Regions from separate parts of the Sus scrofa genome. Here region 2 is linked to region 1. Evidence: chromatin contacts called from public HiChIP or PLAC-seq data. All regions are on one chromosome and are shown on one strand. Each heading gives the region's core, a stretch centred on a gene start, on an enhancer-like site or on the middle of the called end of the contact. The rest is flanking DNA. Distances are from core to core; before and after follow the strand shown. Region 1 overlaps LOC102168016 (a long non-coding RNA gene). Region 2 has its middle 640 kb from the start of CASTOR2.

Evidence for each region. HiChIP or PLAC-seq counts read pairs in DNA pulled down with a chosen protein or histone mark.
Region 2: an H3K27ac HiChIP or PLAC-seq map of skeletal muscle shows a contact between it and region 1, with 3 times the contacts expected there. The contact joins two enhancer-like sites. A contact is called at or near these places in 1 of 47 Hi-C or Micro-C datasets (heart right ventricle) and 1 of 2 datasets of contacts at active chromatin or transcription factors (skeletal muscle).

Annotation. Positions count from the first base shown.
Region 1 is chr3:12,103,906-12,110,212 of Sscrofa11.1, reverse strand. The region is part of intron 3 of LOC102168016 (a long non-coding RNA gene); the gene reads right to left. Among named protein-coding and RNA genes, the nearest start is that of CASTOR2, 67 kb to the right of the region's middle. Within about 2 kb of position 1,817, at least 9 of the 83 cell types and tissues checked have an H3K27ac peak or open chromatin away from gene starts, as enhancers often do. A contact at or near this core is called in skeletal muscle, where this site is marked.
Region 2 is chr3:12,676,600-12,683,641 of Sscrofa11.1, reverse strand. No RefSeq gene overlaps it. Among named protein-coding and RNA genes, the nearest start is that of CASTOR2, 640 kb to the right of the region's middle. Within about 2 kb of position 4,486, at least 10 of the 83 cell types and tissues checked have an H3K27ac peak or open chromatin away from gene starts, as enhancers often do. A contact at or near this core is called in skeletal muscle, where this site is marked.

The sequences.
Region 1 (6,307 bases), core at 568-3,067:
TTCGTTTTTTGTTTTAGGTTTTTAGGGATGCAGGTGTGGCATATGGAAGTTCCCAGGTCAGGGGTCAAATTGGAGCTGCAGCTGCTGGCTGCCACAGCCACAGCAACGCCAGATCTAAGCCCCATCAGTGACCTAAACTGCAGCTCTTGGCAACGCCGCAGGCTTTAAGCCATTGAGCAAGGCCAGGAATCAAACCCACATCCTCATGGATACTAGTCAGGTTCTTAACCCACTGAGCCACAGTGGGAACTCCCAACTGCCTCAGACATTTTTGGAAGAAGATGGGGACCATGTAAACCAGTAACTAAGGAGGAGCTAAGAATAGCAGCCAGCCTGCACGGAGCCTTCACCATGAGATGGCACTAAACTAAGCCCTTCTCTTTTCAGCCACTAATTCCTTTGCTCTTCACAAGGCCTATTCCACAAACATAACAGAAGACTTGGGGTTAGATCTATTTTATAGGCCCAAAAGCATAGGCTACAGCATTGAACCACGATCAGACAGTGCATGACAGGCCCTGGGCTTACCCAGGGGCAGGCAGCTCCAAGGCAGGCTCTGGGCCATCTGGAGGAACTGCCAACTCCCCCCCTCCCGCAGGCGCGTGGAAGCAACAGCAGCTCTTGAGTTCCGACCTCTTGCCTGCCCTGTTTATGGAGACGACTTCTGAGAAACCATTTCCCATGTTCTCAGAACAGATAGTTGCAAGAAGAGGTAATGAAAGTATGGAGCTCGCAAATGTCACATTAGCGATAGAAGGAAGTACGCTGGTGAGAATCAGTCGCTGCAAAATTAATCACCCCGAGTGAGCGTATTAACATTTATAATCACAAGTGTCTTGCAGATCAGGTCTGCAGCAAACTGATTTAGCTGTAACCTGTTTGCCACACCATCATGTTTGCATTATCCAAGCGGCATGCTACAGGCTTGCCTCTGGCAGGCCGGGCTCTCCTAGTCTTGCTGGTGTGAAATGCTAGGCTCTAGCAGCCTCCAGAAGCCCCTTTTGCACCAGTCTCTGCACTTATGGGCTCCTGCCCTCCACACTCCACACCAGCCAGGTATGGACAGGGCTGGGGACTACTGAGAAAGATCTGGAACCCAGGCCTTCTGCGCTGTCTAACTGGGAGCCAGGAGATGGTGTTCCACTCATCCCAGACAAGCGAAAGCTCCTAAACCCCTAAGGAAATGTCAAGTGCCTTCCAAGTGCCCAGCTCCATCTTTCCCACAGAGCCAGCTTCCCTCCCCTCCAAACCCATGAAGCCCCCGAGGGACTGGTTGCAAATAACAGAATCTGCCTGGGGACTTACTGAGTTTGCAGGTGCCCTCCCACGCTCTTCCAGAAGGCCCGCCCCACCTCTGTCTCACACACACATATGCCTGTGCCTGTGTTCACACATGCACAGGGCATACACACACACACACGTACACGTGCATGCACACGCCACACACACATGCACACTGCATACACACATCACCCACACGCCCTTCCCCTTTGATGCCCTCCCAGGAGGTGGACCATCCATCCACAAAGACCCTGGAAAGTACTAATTACTAAAGATACTAATTACTAACTGATCTGCCCAAATTCACATGAAGAGCTCAGGCAATGTGGAAACCCGATCGAGCCCTGGAAGACGCGCACAGAAAATATACATAGGTCACGGCTACACCGCGCCAGAAGCCATTCTCATTGGCCCACGGAATCCTTAGCTGGAAATAGGTCCAAAAATAAACAGCGCTGGTGGGAGAGAGTCCCAGATAGGTTCAGATCCCTTCCAGCTGGTGTGCAGATGTGAGCAGCGGACGAGCCAACAGAAAGGGGGCTCCTTTACTCCAGAGTGGACTGCGATTCTGGAACAGGAGGAGGAGGGCCTTTGCTATTGTCCAGGCCAACTGGCTCCTTTTACAGCTGAGGAAACAGGCTCAGAGGCCTGCGGTGCACTGTCTGCAGCCTGGCAGGCTGTGTCTCCCTGCAGCCCCACCGGCCTGGGGCCTCCCCCACACCCAGGATACCAGACTTCAGAGGACTTCCAGAAGCTTCTTCCAATCGGGGGGCCCACCTCACCCTTCCCCTGCTCCCAGTATATCCCTCACCCCTCCCCTGCTCCCAGTAAATCCCTCACCCTTCCCCTCCTCCCAGGATATCCCAGCCCCGAGCCTGACAGCCTCACAGAAGCAGGGACGGAGGGAGACTCAAGGAGGTGGAGTCCTGACGTGGGCAGTTTGCACCCACCTCCAGGCCTTGGTTTCTCTTCTGTAAAATGGGAGGGTTGGATAAGTCCCTTCCAGCCCTCCTGCTCCCTGGCCCCGAACACTCCAGGGAGCCCGCAGAACCAGGATGCTCAGGAACTTGGCCCTGTGCTGCCTTTACACCCCTCTTTTCCAGGACCGGCTTCCCCCCCAGCCTGCTCCCACCTCAGCAGAAAAGCCCAGAAACTATCCCAGTTTCTCGCATCATGGGGAAAAAAAGCAAGAGTTGTTCACGACGAAGGATAAAAACCGATTCTGGAGAAGGCAGTGCTGAACCCAAGAGACGGGCAGGGAAGCTGAGCCCAAGCCTAAAGCTGGGTCATGTGACCCACAGCTCAGCGCCCTCCCGGGGTCACCCGGCTGCCCCAGGGGAGCATCCCCTCGGGGATGGGATGACCCCACATTCAGCTTCTCCTGCCAGTGGCTCAGCGGCCTGGCACTGTGTCTCTGGCACACACAGGGTCCTGAATGCCTTGTGTGGGAGACACCGCTATGTGCCGAATCTTCGCCAAGTCTCAGTTGCCCCTCGGCGCCATTCCTGCCCCAGCAGTGACCCTCCGCATGGCCTGAGACCACCTTCAAGGGGCACCATCCCCTGTGTCTCAGCAGCCCCACTCCCCTCTTGCCTCCTCACAGGGGCTCCCTCTTGCCACGTGGCACAGGATACTGGAGAGCCAGACCTTCTCCAGCCCCACACACGTGACACCTGGAAGGAAGGACAGTGCGTGTCCCCTCCTGACCCACAACTTTCCAGGGAAAGGGCAGAATCCCCACCCAGCACGTGGAGCCCTGGTCCCCTCCTCAGGGCATCTCCCCCATCCCCACTGCAATCGACACCCACAGTCCTGAGTCACTGCTGTCACCACCAGGCTCTTGCACAGGCAGTGTCCTCCTCCAGGAATGTCCCCTCTGCCTCTAGAAAGCCTTCCCGTCCCCAGTATGAGCCGGCTGCTCTCCCCCTGGGTCCCCATAGCCCTGAGCATGCACTGTCTCAGCATGTTATTTGGTGACCGCTGGCTTCTCTGGGTCCCTGCAGGACCATGAGACCCTCTTCCAGGCTGAGGGCCCCACCGAGGACAGGGACCCTGTCCTCAGTGCCCTGCACAGAGCCTGGGCCAAGATCGTGTCCTTAGTGTTATCAGGGTCACGGCTGTCACACCTCAAGAGAAGAGGAAGAACTTGGCACTTCCTCGCATACAATGTGTTTTGCCCATTTTTCTCCTGCTCATCTCCAGGCCAAGGGAAAGCATTTCCAAACCATTTTCCAGGGACAAGGGGAAGGTTCTGCCCTCAGAAAGGAAGAGCCATCCAAGTCAAAGATTCCCTCGAAGCAAGTGATGACTGAGTTATCACCCAAACAGGGACACACCTGAGAGGGAAGGGGCCACACAGGGACAGCAGCAGCTGTCCAGACACAGGCACCGGCCTGAGCAAACCTGCCTATGCAGAAGTCCCACCACAAAGCCAGCTGAGAGGGTGGGCCCCCCACTGGGGCTGGCAAGTCACCCAGAGCAAACCTGGCCGCCAGGGTCCTTGCCTAGGTGGAAGTGACACGGATCAGAACCCATACCCTGTTCTCCAGGCATCTCCACGTCGTAGCCAGAAGGGACAGTCTCACCCACAGAGCTGCTTTCTGGAAGGAAAGGAGGTCACCCAGGAGCACTGAGGCCTCACTGTGGGAGGCAAAGGATTTCTGGAGGCCAGCCGTCTCAAAACGAGGCTCTGAGGTCCTGCAGGCGTGAGGGAACCAGGCCCTCTGCAGGCGGATCTCAGCCCGGACACCTGCCTGTGAGGAGCCCTGGTGTCCTCAGGCTGGAATGGTGGCCCTGCAAGGTCCCTCCAGGAACATCTGCTTACACACAGTGTGAACCTATGACCATGAGACCCCATCAGCCTCAGTAGTTTAGAAGGAATGTGCCGTCACCATGTGAAAGACACTGAATACACTGGTGCATTTATCGGTCTACTGTTTAACGTCGGCTCTCCTCCCGGCTACAAACTCCTTAGGAGCTGATCCTGTGTCCGTCCTGTTTACTGCTGGGCTACCAACACCTAGAAGGGTGCCTGGCACACAGTAGGCCCTCAAGGGCTGAATACACAGGCAGACTCAGGGCTGCTAGGCTGTTCTGGCAGAGTGGGGCAGACAGATAGCGAGTCTTTCTAGAACAGAAAGAAACAGACACCACCTCCCCATCTACCCTTCCAAGCTGGTCTGCTGGGGTGGGGGCGGGGTGGAGACACAGGAGGAACGGGAAGGGCCTGGGTCTCCGACATCCTCCCCACCGGCTCCTCGAGCCCTGGAATCCAGACCTGGGAGCTGAGCCTTCATGACGAGGGCAGGCAGCGGGAGGAGGGCTCTGGAGGGGCCCCATCCAGGAGCACACAGACCAAAGAACCACCGCCCTTCCCTCCACCCGCCACACAGCAACGCCCCTGCAGAGTGGGGCACTTATTCTTTGGACCGTGGATGTGCCATAAAGACCTGTGCCTTCCAAAGCACACACTCCGAGCTGAGGCAGGACGTGTCACTCTGGCCCCCTGTGCTTTGGGATCCCAAATGCTCATTGTTCCCTTGACGACCAGGACCTGAGCCTTGACATGTGCCAGGCCTGTGCTCTGCAGTCCGCCCGTGCAATCCCCTTTAATCCTCCCCCGTATGCTGGCCATGGGCACTGAAGCAAGGGTGGCAGGGCCAGCTGCCCAGACTACCAGCCAAAACAGGGCCAGGTGGGAAGCAGCAGGAGCTGCCCAGCTCAGGGTCCCTGGCAGGGGTAGGGGCACCGCCAGGTGTGTGGCTGCCCAGCTAAAAAGAGAGCCAGCCAAGCCCTCGTTCCTGCCGCACCACCAACCACCAAAGTCCATGCATGCTGGGGCCTCCTCTGGCTGCAGACAGGCCTGTGCACAGGAGCCTGCAAACATCTTACACGAAGCAAGGGAGACACCTGGTGGCTGTCACGAGCGCTCCTGCTCAGGCCTACAGTGCCCATCGGCCTGGACTCTCCCAGGTCCTCCGCCCCCCTGGGCACCCGGCTAGGCCGGTGGGCCCACCCCCTCCTTGAGGTCAGCTGTCTTCCCAGAGCATCAGGGATCCTGCCTTGCAGAGGGGACCTCAGCCCTGGACGCCTGCCCCCGTGAGCCCTAGGGGCCTCCCGCTGAAATGTGGCCCTGCCCAGGGGCAGAGGGACTAGTTAAATAAGATAAACCAACCTCTGGTTCATAGAATTTCCCCCGGCAGGGACCCCTCAGAAGCCTTGCTTAGGGCCCAGGAGGCCTACACACCCCTCTGTCCAGACTTCCACCACCTTCTCTGCAACTGCAGCTGGAAGACCAGCTCCCCTGAAGCCTCCCAGGGCCCCCGCCCCACCCCCCAGAAACACATCTCCCTGCAGGCACCACGCCCTCCAGCTGAATCGAGGGACTCGGGTCAGATAAGGACTTGGTTCTTCATCTTCGACTGGCTTGGAACTTTCTTAACGTTTCTCTTAGCATTGTCAGAAACTGGGAATTTTTTTTCAATGAATGGTTTTGAAAGCATCGATTGATTGACTGGTGGGTTCTGCAGAAGAAGTTTTATTTAGATACAGGGGATTTTTTAACTGTGGCAAAACGCTCATGACATACAATTTACCATCTTAACCCTTTTTAAGTGCATAGTTCAGTGGCACTCAGTACACCGTCAACCATCTCCACCATCCATCGCCAGAATGTTTCATTGTCCCCAGCTGAAACTCCGTCCCCATTAAACATGAGCTACCATTCCTCTCCCCAGCCCTGGGCAACCAGCCCTGCCCTTTCTGTCTCTGGATTGGACTGTTGAAACCAGGAATGAATTGGCAGTTTTCTGTATTTTGCGTGGATCGCTCTCCTCCACTCTGAGAGGGAGTGGGGGGGTGACCCCCTCATACCAACATGCTTCATTTCCAGCACCAGCGATGCCCAGTCCACGGAAAGGGGCCACACGGGGAGCTAGTCTATCCCTGCTTCTCACCTTCTCTGAGCCTCTGCGGGGTCCCCATCGGTGGAGAAGACAGTCAGGACCAAGACCAGAACCAGCGAGGA
Region 2 (7,042 bases), core at 3,237-5,736, 570 kb before region 1:
AGATGTTGGTTGAAAGCGAGTTTTAAAATACTGATGTTCCAGTGGTGACATAGCACTAGGAAAATAAACAGGGAAAATGCCACGAGTCAGGGAAGTCTTGTTCCATCACGCAAAGGTGGAGACTCTGGCCCCCAGTTTGGGGTCTTCCTTCTAACTGTCTGCTGGCCTCCACATGGCAGGGCATTTTAAGACTTCACCATCTAGAAAAACCTCAGGCCCAACCCTCTCTCCCTTACCTGGGACTTGCCCTAGGATGGGTCGGAAGCTCTCTTTTCCTCTCTGGTGAGTATAAGGAAATGTCCTCCTCCTCGAGGTCAGACTGGCTGGTTCACGCTCCCTGTAGCCTTCATGGGATGGTGCTGTGGGAAACCAAAGCATTAACCCAAATAAAAGTGACTCTTATACAGTCAAAGGGACTGTTTTCTCCTTGTGAGCACTTTCCAGAGAGTACCTCCCCATCCCCCTCCAGAGAGTACATTTAAGGCCAGGATGCAGAAATCCCACAGCACAGTTCACAAAAGTTGCCTTCAGTCTCTCCAGCTCCTCATCTGTGCAGTGTATTTCCCTCCATTCTTTTCATGCCAAATGTGCCTGTTTTTAAGGATCCCTATGTGTGTCTTTTCTCCCCGACGTACTCTGCTCTCAGCAAGGATGACACACCAGTGATTTAAACCTTCCTGGGTTACCCCAACTGCAGAACCTCTTCAGACGTATTTGCAGAATTCAAATGTTAAATCTGATCTCTAGGATAAAATATAAGGCTTTATCACTTGTTACATAAGCATAGCGTTGCCTTAGATATTATAAAGTCCCTATGAAAGGTATACATTAGTTTTGGATAGAACATGAACTGTACCTTAAAAAAAAAAAAAGTGTGACCTCAAAGAGTAAGTGCCGCCTGGGATGGGGGGAATCTTTCTCCATCATTCTTCAAACTGAACCCTCTGAATAACTGGTTATTTACCTCTGACTGAGGTCACACTGAAGCCTTGTAATCTTCCAGGTGCCTCCTCGTTCAGCCTGAAATGCCTCCCTTTCTTTAATTCTTCCATCAGATCCTGGCCAGGAGTCTTGAAATACAACCTTGTTGGGCATTTGCCTGTGGTTCGCAGGTGAGAGTTGGATTCTCCCCTGAGCGAGCATGTCCCCCAAGGTTTCCAGGCATCTCCCTTAGCTGTATTTAGATCACTTTCTGAAGTAGAAATCCCTGCTCAGGCTGGGGGAAGCCAGAGTCTTGAAGGTGTGTCCCAGGAGGATGTTCTACGGGCATCATCCTTGGTAAGGTCTGCAGAGGAGCATGGGAAGTAGAAGTGATGCAGCCTTGGCACCAAAACCAATAACCAAACCCACCGAAGTTGCTCCAGCTGAAGTTAGGGCAGGGTCTCTACTGTCCCATATGTGTGTGCTCTCTCCACTAGAGTGGAGAAAAGAAAGACTAAAAGAGAATAAAGACTAAAAGAGGAGTTCCCATTGTGGCTCAGTGGTTAATGAATCTGACTAGGAACCATGAGGTTGCAGGTTCGATCCCTGGCCTTGCTCAGTGGGTTAAGGATATGGCATTGTCATGAGCTATGGTGTAGGTTGCAGATATGGCTTGGATCCTGCATTGCTGTGGCTGTTGTGTAGGCTGGCATCTGTAGCTCCCATTGGACCCCTGGCCTGGGAACCTCCATATGCCATGGGTGCAGCCCTTAAAAAAAAAAAAAAAAAAAAAAAGACTAAAAGAAAGATGGAAGAAAACAAATAAAATGGATTGAGTCATAATTGACTCCTTAGTCCTCATGGCACCTATGGGAAGGGGATAGATGACCTTCCCAATGAGCCAACAAGCTTAAAGGGAGCTGGGGGTCAGCTTGACTCTGCACTTCAGTCATCACATGATTTGCCTCTTTGATGGTTTACAAAAATGAAGATTTCCTACTGAGAGGAAATTCAGACTGGAAAGATTGTGGGAGCCATCTCGTTCCACTCCTTTGGTTTTAAAGATTAAACTATAATCCAGATTAGTAAATGGGGGTATGAGTTTCTGATTGCTATTGTAACAAACCAAAGCCATTAAAAACATAGTGGGTGAAAACAATGCAAAATCATCTCCTTGCAGTTATGGAGTATATTAAGTCCACACCAGGCAAAGGTCAAGGTGGCAGCAGGGATATGTTGATTTCTGGAGGGTCCAGAGGAGAATCCATTTCCTTGGCTTTTCCAGCTTCTCGAGACTACCCACATTCCTTGGCTGATGGCCCCTTTCATCTTCCAAGCCAGCAATGGCCGGTGGACTTTTTTCCCATAACATCACTCTGACAGCAACCCTTCGGTCCCCTTCCTCTCCATTTAAGTTAAACCTTTATTTCTTAACAATTGGGCTGACTGAAATTTGAACTTGGGGCCCACTCAGATGATCCAGTCTAATCTCCTTTTCTCAAGGTCAACTGATTAGAAACCCTACTTCCATTTATAACCTTAATTCCTTTTCTTGCTGAGTAGTCTAACATATTTTGAGGCTCTGGGGATTAAAATGTGGACATAAATGGAAAGCCATGATTCAGGCAACCACAGCTGGCCTGCTTAGCTTCACACTAGAATGTAGAATATCTGATTCCTAGGTGATGCTCGTTGCCCATTTCCAATATAGTTCTGAGAATGGAGAGCAAGATCATTTCTAAATATCTAACTGTTCTCTCCTTCCTGCTGCTAAAGGGCCCTCACATCTGAATTTCAGAAGAACTGGGCCTCTAAGACCTTATCTCTTTTCCCCTCTGAAGTTACCCTTTGACCCTAAATATTAATAAAGCTAAAGGGATGTTTACCTTGCACCTTGGAAAATGCGTTTTAGAAGCATGCAACATGAAGTTGAGTTTTAGGTGGGGATATCAATCTATACATGGAAAAAGGGAAGAAGAAGAAAAAAGGCAGGTAGGAAGGAACTAATATCCACTGAATACCCACTCCCTACCATTCAGCGGGATAGGTCTCTGCATTCACCTATTCAACAAGTATCCGTTGAATTCTTTCTGGATGAATACCATCTGTCAGAGTCTAGGTTCTGGGGATATAATCCCCAATGAAGTACACAGAATTCTTGCCCACAGAAGTAGTGGCAGAGCTGGGCCAAAAATAAATAACACAAATAATATCATATAGTGACACATGCCATGATCATATTAAGGAGGGCAGCATGGTAGAGACTGTTGGAAGACAGATGGCATCACATCATTGCCCCAGTGATTCTGGAAGCAGATGCTTCTTTCACCAAGATTCAGGTGTGCCAGACAGAGGGATATGAAGTGAGGAACACTGTGTAATTATAGCAGCTACACTGTCCAGTGTTACACGGTCTCGGTATTTAAAATCCCTGCAGGATTTCCCTGGTGGCTCAGTGAGTTGAGGATCCGGCCTTGTCACTGCTGTGGTGCATATTTCAATCCCTGGTCCCTACACAGACATGCTCTCTTGGCCTTAAAAACAGAAAAGTGTCATCTTGCATGTGCTGCCATCTCCAGTGACCCCCACCTCTCTGGTCTTCTCATTGAAACTAAAGTCACTCTTACATGCCTGAATGGAGGTATGCAAATAAAGGGGTTCAGGTCCTTAAAATACCCTCTGCTCACACATCCTATCTGTATCTCCAGACTTCCCAAATCTATTAAAACTCTTTGAGGAGTCAGCTTGAAGAATTTAACAGCATCAAGCAGCCCACTTAGTGGACAGAAGGCAGAAAACCAAGTTACAAAAAAAGTGCAGTGATAGTTCAGGGTCATTCCAAAGGGAGAAGTCAGGCCATCTGCCATGGCCCTGATTCCTCCCTAGAGGGGAAAGGATAATGAGCCATCACAGCATATGACTGGGCTTGCTCACGTAAATTACTTTGGTCCATATGATTTTAACAGACACAAAAACAAAGTCTTGAAGATGAATGTGTAGTCAGACTTTCCCTCTTGCCTTTCTCTTATTGCCATGAGAACATGCTCTGAACAGGCCCAACAAGGATGAGAGCTCGGTGGAGCAGCCTGAGCAAATCCACAGCTCAGAGCCAAGATCAACCCATTGAGTCTAGATCAGCTGACCCCCGGCCAAGCCCAGGCACAGGAAAGTGAATAAATGAGGGTTGCTTTAAGCCGCAAAGTTCTGAGGTAATTTCTTACACAGCGTTACTGTTGCAATTAGCTGACATACACAGGGGATTGCAGTTTTCCCTGGTATAAATCTTAGTAGTTGTCATACATATTCAAATTAGAGTTTTGAAGCCATCAGAGGAAGATTTTTTTTTGAGAGCAGCAGCTGAACACAGGGCCCAGTCAGTCCCGAAACAGCAGTCTTAGAAGCTGTACAGAAGAAGTCTTACTAACTAGATAACACCAATGCTGACTCACTCAATGACTCCAAAGAGCTGGGGTCACACTTTCTCTAAAGCCAGCAGGTCTGCTCTGCATTTGACCCCTGCTGGATGGAGTTATTTTGGATCTGTTCTTGTGACTCTGGGGCTTAAAATAGTCACTGCTGAACCATCTGTCTTGGGATCCATCTCACTTCTGAAATGTGTAGCAGCTGTGGCTGAATTGAAAGCAGCTCCTGTTAAGAAAGTGAACAATCTCTCGGCTTTTCTCCATCCTATGAGTGTGCCCTAGGGAGAAAATAAAATAGAGGGCATTTGGCTGCCAAAGAAGGATAAGAGCTTCAGAGGGGAACTTGGGAGATGCTGGGTAGATAGAAAATGAGGACTGGGACAGCTGCCAGAGGGCCTGGAAAGGAGCCAGGTTACATAAAGTTCAGACAGAGATGCTGACAGCTGGAGGTGCAGGAGGGAAAGGTGTAAGGAACAGTGCAGAGCATAGCTCTGGGATGGCAGAGCAGCAAGGTGTGGCCGAAAGGGCACCAAATCAGAGGTCAGAGGGCCCCAGCCCAAGACTCAACTGGACCACCCAACTGTCACTGTGAGGCTGTCTGCACATCTTTGCAACTCCCAGCCTGAGCTTTTTTTACTGTAAGGATGGAATGAATGGGAGTTCCTGTTGGGGCTCAGCAGATTAAGAACCTGACATAGGGTCTGTGAGGATACAGGTTCGATCCCTGACTTCACTCAGTGGGTTAAGGATCCAGCGTGGCTGCAAGCTACAGCGTAGGTCACAGATGCAGCTCAGATCCTGCATGGTTATGGCTGTGGTGTAGGCCTACAGCTGCAGCTCCGATTCAACCCCTAGCTCTGTAATTTCCATGTGGCCCTAAAAAGAAAAGAAAACAAAACAAAAGATGGAATGAATGATACTTAGCTCAGGTTGTGAGCATCAATCAGAATAACACAAAGACTAAATGAAGTTTGTAAACCTAAGCAAAATGTAGTCAATCACACACAGGTCTAGATGTCACCTCTCTGTCCCTTTTACTGTCTTATGGTATATTTTCAGGACTTGGTTCAAAGTCTGGCATCACACACACACACACACACACACACACACACACACACCCATGCAATGCTGTAATTGTTAAATGGGCAAATGCCATTAATGCATTTACAGAAAATCAAGACTGAAATTCCTGGCAAAGTAAGAAACCACTGTTGTTCTTATCCTGAAATCTTCTGGAAAGTGCATTCTACTCGAGAAGAATTAATGACAGTTGACTCGCCTGCCTGACATCCATGGCAGACAAACAAGAGCCACTGCAGCCCTAAAGAAGAACCCCAACCCACAAGGAAAAGTCCATTGCCAGTGTGGAGCTGATGGGAGCCTAGGGGGAAGCTTGCAATAATGAAAATGGGGCAGCTCTCTGGGGAAAGCGCCCTTCTTCCATCTCTCTCCCCCTTAGGCACTTGTCTTCATTTCCACGTGGTGTCTACACTGGCCCTAGAATTGAACACACCCTGTACTGCCACTTCCAAATCTGTAGGATCTTTGGAAAGCTGCTTACTCATTTTTCTATGCTTCACGTCCTCCTCTGTAAAATGAATATGAATAATATACTCACTTCAAAGGGTTGTTAAGAGTGGGTCAAGCTCAGCCTGTTTGTCTGAATAGTTTTATTGGAACCCAGCCAGGCTCACCTATTTACATATTGCCTACGGTTATTTTTATGCTGCAGGAGCAGGGCACCGTAGCTGGGACAGAGTACCTGAAACCTGAAAGAGTTACAATTTGGCCCTTTAGGGAAACAGTTTGCTAGCTCCTGGTTTCAGTGAGGTAACAAATGTAAACCTTTTAATAGAGTCTGGGACATAGCTGCGGTCATGAAATATTGTTGGTATGAAATGGGATAAAGAGAAATAACTGCTTCTCACTTTTGGAAGAGAGGGGTTGTTGTCTAAACAGGTCCAGGCGGGGGCTGTGGCTCAAAGGCACCACAGGCGTGAACAGAGGAGCCATAGGCGCCGAAGGGAAACCCAGCTGCGTTGACACAGCTGGGCGTCCGCATCAAACACAGAGGAAGAGGGATGCGGAAACCGCGTCTCCCAGGGAGAGAGATCAGGGCAAGAGGGACTCAAAACCATGACCCTGAGTCTGGAGGTGGGAGTTGGCAGGTGTTTCAGGGAGTATTTGCTTCGAGGGAGAGCTCTTGGCAGAGGGGAGTTAAGCCATTACACAAGGAGCATTTTTAGGGAACTGCAGGGAAAGAGAGAAAAAGGGGCTCTCCCCAATGGATGGAGAGCCTGTGTGTTGTGTGAGCTACTCCAGGTGCCCTGGAAAGCTCTGGCTCCGCGGGAAGCCTTCAAATATCTTCCACTGGCCACTCTCCCTTTATACTCACATATAATTTTATCTCTTCCAGTCCACAACAATTTATCTTTTTAATACCCTCTGTTAGTAAAGCTGGGCTCGGCCCAGTCAGGCGTTTCCAGTGCTGCCTTCAAAATTTCAGTGGCTCACTCAACAAACCTTTTAACAGGAAAAAGAAAATGGAGGGAAAAAAAAAAAAAAAAAAGACAAATGTTTAAGTAGGCTGGCTGCCAGGCAAAAGGGAGCAGAACAGACAGAACTTCCAAAAACCGTTCTTCAAATAAAATGCAAATAAAAATAGGATCGGGCCAGCCTTCTGAAATGGGCTGAATATT